Linked DNA regions of Sus scrofa: region 1 is linked to region 2. A link is a contact called in public Hi-C data. All regions are on one chromosome and are shown on one strand. The core of a region is the stretch at or near the end of the contact, and the rest is flanking DNA. Distances in the headings are between cores, read along the strand shown.

Evidence for each region. A called contact is a pair of places that touch in the nucleus more often than the background predicts.
Region 1: a contact with region 2 is called in a Hi-C map of fetal liver, with 3 times the contacts expected there. The contact joins two enhancer-like sites. A contact is called at or near these places in 2 of 5 promoter capture datasets (fetal liver and liver), 20 of 47 Hi-C or Micro-C datasets (alveolar macrophages, embryonic fibroblasts, epiblast stem cells and 12 more) and 1 of 2 datasets of contacts at active chromatin or transcription factors (skeletal muscle).

The regions. Positions count from the first base shown.
Region 1 is chr6:161,646,405-161,649,566 of Sscrofa11.1, reverse strand. No RefSeq gene overlaps it. Among named protein-coding and RNA genes, the nearest start is that of DMRTA2, 31 kb to the right of the region's middle. Within about 2 kb of position 1,751, at least 15 of the 83 cell types and tissues checked have an H3K27ac peak or open chromatin away from gene starts, as enhancers often do. A contact at or near this core is called in fetal liver, where this site is marked.
Region 2 is chr6:161,364,343-161,367,495 of Sscrofa11.1, reverse strand. It overlaps FAF1 (FAS-associated factor 1), which reads right to left. Exons shown (of 19, transcript XM_021097816.1): 7 at 2,419-2,524. Among named protein-coding and RNA genes, the nearest start is that of FAF1, 190 kb to the right of the region's middle. Within about 2 kb of position 1,770, at least 1 of the 83 cell types and tissues checked has an H3K27ac peak or open chromatin away from gene starts, as enhancers often do. A contact at or near this core is called in fetal liver, where this site is marked.

The DNA of each region.
Region 1 (3,162 bases), core at 502-3,001, 280 kb before region 2:
TAGAACAAAAGAACGACCTTGGTTTTGAGAAAAACTCACTGAATTATTCAGAGATAAAGGAACATCATGTTCAGTAGAAAATAATATGTACATATTAGGGGAATTGTGGCAAAGAGTAGACAGGAATTCTTGCAATTTTTCTCTAAGTCTGAAATTAGGCAAAAATAAAAATAAATAGTTAAAAGAAAAAATGAGAAAGCTGATTGAGAGCTGTGTGCACATGGGTGGGGCTTGTGGACAGCGGGCATCCTGGGCTGGAGGCAGCCGGGGTCTGCCTGGGCCATTTCCTTAGGCGCTGGCCCTCTTCCCAGGATCAAATTCCAACTTCCTGCCTACAGGTGTTTGCCTAGCTGCCAGGTGCCAGGAGCCAAGGCGGGGCAGGGAACGGGGTGTTGCGCTGGGGACTCAACACTCAGATGTGAACATTCACTTAATCTCCTGTTTTCCCACCCTCGAGTCCCCCCTGCCCCCCGCTCAGAGACTCTGTTTTACCCTCTCCAAAGAATATACCTCTAGTTTTCTGCCCACTTGGGGAGAAGGTCATCTGGCAGCACCGGGGAGGCGGGGGCGGAGCGCGAATCAGGGTGTCTACCTGCTCTTTGTTTCCAGCCCACCTACTTCCAAGGGCCTGAGCCTTTGGGCTTTCCCAATGTAAATCCAGTTGCTTGTACAGACACTGGGGTGTGAGAGGCAGCTTTCTGAAGTCTTTTGATTCAGATGTGCTCTCCGCTCCCTGCTTCCCAAATGCTGCTGCTGCTGGCGTCTCCTCTCCTGCTCTCTTTGTCCTTGCGGTTTTAAATATATTAATCAAATCTCTTTGCTGTCATTTTCATGGAATTTCAGGAAAGAGCGTTCTTGTACAACCTGTCATTTTTATTCGGAAGTCTTTGCTGGGCTTTCTAATCTTTCTGCAACGACCGCACATTGCTCCTGCAATTTTAAAGTATATTTAATACATTGCTCGTACAATTTTAAAATATATTTAAGCACGTGAGTGGAATAGTGTGAAGCCACGTAAAACCATCTAAGAAGAGGCTGTTGTTCATCAGGCTTCTGACGGGAATACCTAAGGTCTGGGAAAGGGCTGGATGGTGCAAGAAAAGTATTCAGAGACGCCAGGGGTCTGGGTCCGTGCGCTGCCGCTCATGGGCCACGTGCTGTGAAGGCGAATACATCCGTCTGCCTACACACTGTCACCACTGTGACCTTCGGTGGCGGGGAGAGTCGTCCAAGGGTGAAGGAAGCTAGGCAAAGACCATCATCGGTCCTGGGTTCCAATTTCACCTAATTCTAGAGACAGCGGGGAGGCTCAAGCACCGGGGGCGCAGCGCTCCTCCGGGTTGAGGCTCAGGAAGGAGGCGCGCGGCGGCGGCGACCACAGCCACTCGGGGTCGGGGGTGGGGTGTCCACACAGACCCGAGGTTAGAGGTAGGCCTCTGTCCCTCCCGCGCACCCAGAGGTCAGATAGAGCCAGGGGCGAACCAAGTCCAGAGCTGGGTGCCAAACCCCCACCTAGTCGGAAGGAGGCGGACGGTGAGCCTCCAGCGCGGCACCGCTTCTGCATCTCCCTGTGCTCAGCCTCAGCGGAGGCCCCGGGAGCGCGGAGGCCCCGGGAGCGCGGAGGCCCCGGGAGCGCGGAGGCCCCGGGAGCGCGGAGGCCCCGGGAGCGCGGAGGCCCCGGGAGCGCGGAGGCCCCGGGAGCGCGGTCCGCGAGGAGCGGCCTTTCCACTTTGGGCCACACGGGGGCAGCAGAGGACAGGCGGAGAAAACCCAGGGTCTTGGGTTGGGGTGGGAAGGGGAAGAGACTGGGAGAAAGCCCTGGAGAGATCTAGAAAATTACGACCGAAAGAGAGGATGAAAGCGAATACAGTAAAACGAAGGGAGGGGAGATAGCCACTGGGTGAGGGCAAGGCTGGAAGCCCCAGAGCCACAGGGGAACAAAGCCCTGACTGTAACAGTGATCCTTCAAGATGCTGCTTGCTCACGCGACAGGCTTGAGAACCCATTTCACAGATGAGGACACTGAGGAAGAGAAAGGACATGGTCAGATGTAAAGGAATTGGCACTAAGCTGTTTTCTGGCTGGGTTAACTTGTCTGCCTCTTTTTCCTTGTCTACCTCACAGGGTTGTCATGTAGGTTAAATGAAATAACGTGTAAAGTGCTAGAAGAGAAGGTAGTAAACACTCTATAAACACAAACTATCATTATTGTGTTTTTGTACATTGTGCCAACAGGTTAGAACATTAACTTATCCATTTAAAATTAATTATCTTTTTTTCTTTTTTTTTTTTCAGTTTTTTCAGAGTTCCCTGGTGGCCTAACAGTTGAGGATTTTATAGCGTCACTGCTGCCGCTCAGGTTCCATCTCTGGCTTGGGAACTTCCACATGCCAAGCGCTCAGCTGAGAGAGAGAGAGAGAAAAAAAAAAATTTAAGTTTTTTCTGTGAAATAATTTATTTACAGACATCTTCCTCCTCCTTGCTCCTTCTAACCTTTACGCAGATCACAGAATCATCTAAACTGTTGGCCTATTCTGAGTTCTGAGTCCCAATCAGTGATAAAATTTTGAACTTTATTGGCACATCACAACTTAAAAGTATTTGTATTAGAGTTCCTGTTGTGATTCAGTGGAAACCAATCTGACTAGCATTTATGAGGATGCAGGTTCGATCCCTGGCCTCGCTCAGTGGGTTAAGAATCCAGCACTGCCATGAGCTATGATGTAGGTCGCAGATGCGGCTAGGAGCCTGTGTTGCGGCAGCTGTGGTGTAGGCCAGTGGCTACAGCTCCAATTTGACCTTTAGCCTGGGAACCTCCCTATGCCTTGGGTGCAGCCCTAAAAAGATTTTTTTTTAAGTATTTGTATTACTCTATAATTTAATTTTTAAATATACCATGTGAATTTATAATTTAATATCTTAATTGTAATGCTCTACTAAAAAACTACTATGAATTATAACATGAAGGGATTTTTTTCCTCTCAGGTTTTTTGCTGTATGGAAGATAATTTTTATATCACAATTTTGGAGTTGTAACAGCTGTTTTGCACCTGGTAAACACTAATGGAAATTCTTCTGTAATTAATACAAGTGATTATTGAAAAATAATCTCACAACATGGAGAGGGGGCCTTGGATTCCAGGCTTGAGCAATGCTGCTGAA
Region 2 (3,153 bases), core at 521-3,020:
TGGCAACTAGCATTTCAAAATATTATTTTACATTCTTTTTAATATATTATTTTCCATCATGGTTTATCCCAGGAGATTATTTATAGTTCCCTGTGCTATTCAGTAGGACCTTATTGTCTATCCATTCTAAATGTAATAAATAGTTTGTATCTATTAACCCCAAACTCCCAGTCCATCTCACTCCCTCCCCTTGCTCAAAATATTAAGTCAACTTTTAAAAAAGGAAAAAAAGAAAAAAGAAAAAAAGAAGAAACCAAAAACTGCTGTTGAGAAATGCATAAGGATATCTATCTTTGCAAAAATATTTTCAGGATATTTTTCACTTAGAAAATGGCATAAAAAAGATTTACTGTTTTCAAGTCCTTGAAGCTTAGAATATATTTGATAATCTAAATAGTAGGCCACGGAGAACAGTTTCAGCCAACTGTGGCGTACAATGGCACACTTACAGAATTTAAAAAAATTTTTTTAATAATTGATGTAGTCATTTTGAATCATTCTGAATAGGATATCAGGTGTGAGCAGATTGCATTAACGTTGCTTAAACATTTCAACTTGTCAGTATGGCCAACTCGATTTCGGAAATATTTGCAGTATTTTCCCATCGAAACAGTAATAAAGGCAAAATAAATATATGCCACTACTTTATAATCACCGAACATTAATGAATATTTTATGTCTTTTTAAATCTCCCTGTTTAATTTAAAAGGGTGAAATTAAGTCTCCTCCTTGCAATATGCCAATTATCTGTAAATCAAACAATAACTTGGCCATTATGCTCCTTTTTGTTAATATAAGAGAAGCTAATTTGAAAACACTGAATGGCATTTTTAGACTATCAGTTTAATAGTCCTCTCCGCCCTCTTGTGGGAGAAAGTTGAAACACACTCAAACTATAGAAACTGGAAAATGTTAAAACAAAAATCCAAAAAAAAAAAAAAGGTAAAATTTTGGCTTTACATTAGGAAAGAAATTCAAAAATTTCATTCAGAAAGAGAAATATTCTAGGTTTACCTTCATGAATTATACTAGTCTTCAATTAAAAAAATAAATCAACAACAGAATGAAATTTACCTATTATCTTTGCTTTTCTTGATGAAACTGGGGATATTTATTTTGAAAGTAAATTTCTTACTTTTGTTCAATATGTAATTTAAATTCCACAATCATGAGGTTCCTACAATAACTCTGTGATGGGGCCGTTGTTAAACATTATATTTAATGTAAAAAAACAACAATGATTCTTCAAAGAATTAAAATTTTAAATTAAAAATGTAACATCATTATAGGGAAAGGGAAATTAATATATTTAAAATCCTGGAAAAAATCAAATAACTTAAAACCTATGATTCGAATTAGAGGCCAAGAAAAATTTTAAAGATCTTAGTTACTAGTCAACAAACTATTCAAGTGGTAAACAAAGAAAATAAACTTTAAGTAATGAGTTATTTATGCTAAATTCAGAAGCTGAACTTTATTGATAAAACACGAAAAAAGGAAACCACTAACAGTCCAACCATTGCTGAAACAATTCATATACTTCTGAAAAATGATTATGGTAAAAACAACTTGTTCTTTTTAATATGGCATTATAATTAGTTTAAGCAATGCAGTCCAAGAAAAAAAATTATGAAATAATCCAAGATTAAGCATGATTAATTTTCTTTATAAAAAACATGAGTCGACAAGTTGTTGCCTTCCTAACAAGGGGTAATGTGACATAATCATCATTTCACTGTTTCTAGGCACAAGTTTTTATCATAGCCTTACACATTTTTTCCCCTAAGGAGATAATTTAGGTGGGTGGGGTCACTTACAAGATACCTCTTCTCTCTTGGGGAAGGTTCTTTTTTGAAACAGTGGCCCTGGTTGGCCATGATGAAGAAAATATTGATACTATAAATAGATTATTCTCAGACACTGTGATCTAAAATGACTGAGTCTCCCAACAGTATGTCAGGAATACTGCCCAAGGCTGGAATTGAGCTGCTTAAGAAAAGCCTCCTCAAATTCCTTTTGGAAACAGGCAGGATACACATTATAAATAATATATTCAAGAGCAACCTTTCAAATAAAATATAAGCATGCTGGAAAATGCATGCTGTCAATAATTTCTAAATTAATATTCTGAATAATTACTATAAAAATGTGAAATATATAACAATAAGTTTTAAGCAAGGTTTTAAGACTTGACTATTTTAAGAATTATCAAGAGCTTTCATTTACAACATCTATCTTTCTAGGTCAAGTCATTTAATATATCTACAGTAATCATTGATGCTCCAGTTAATTAAAATAAAGAACCCAATAATGAAACATAAATAGAGTTTCCAACCAGAATAGATAAGCCCTCTTTAACAGGGTCAACATTAGCTATAATGAGCTACCTTTATTCCTTAGCTGTGAGACATAACTCACCTCTTGAATGGTACTGCTTCCTGAGAAGTTCAGGTTGTACTCCCGCTGGACTTCTCGGTGGGTGATGATCAGCATGAAGTTTTGATTTAATGACTCCTGCAGGGCACTGAAAGGGTTGAAAGAAAAACAAGGAACTCTGAGATGAACAAGTTCTAGCTTGCTTTACAGTTAGCTGCAAAAACCCCAGGAGTACCATAACCGCCACAAAGGCATGTCCGGGCCCAATGTTATCATCTTTTCAGCTCCTAAAGGCAGGAGAACATGCTGAGAACAACCAAGGGGAGCTAACCTGTTAACTCCTTCTCCACCAAGGTGTTTTTAAATTTCAATTACAAATACTTTGCATACATGAGAATTTCTACAACTCATGTGCTATTAACTGCATGTGTACTTTCTCCAAGAAAACGAAATTTGTCAATTATATTAAATTCCAAATACGCTATTAAAATGTATACTCAAAGACTTGTTCAATTCCAAGTGAAATATCAGTTCTTGAAGAACAGAAATTTGAAACTACTACTACTACTACCACCACCACCACCACAACCACTACTACTACTACTACTATTGTTCTTATTATTTGTCCTTTTAGGGCTGCACCTGCAGCATATGGAAGTTCCCAGGCTAGGGGTGGAATCGGAGCTGCAGCTGCCGGCCTACACCACAGCCACTTCAATGCAGGATCTGAGCTGCGTCTGCAACCTACACCACAGCTCACAGCAATACCAGATCCTT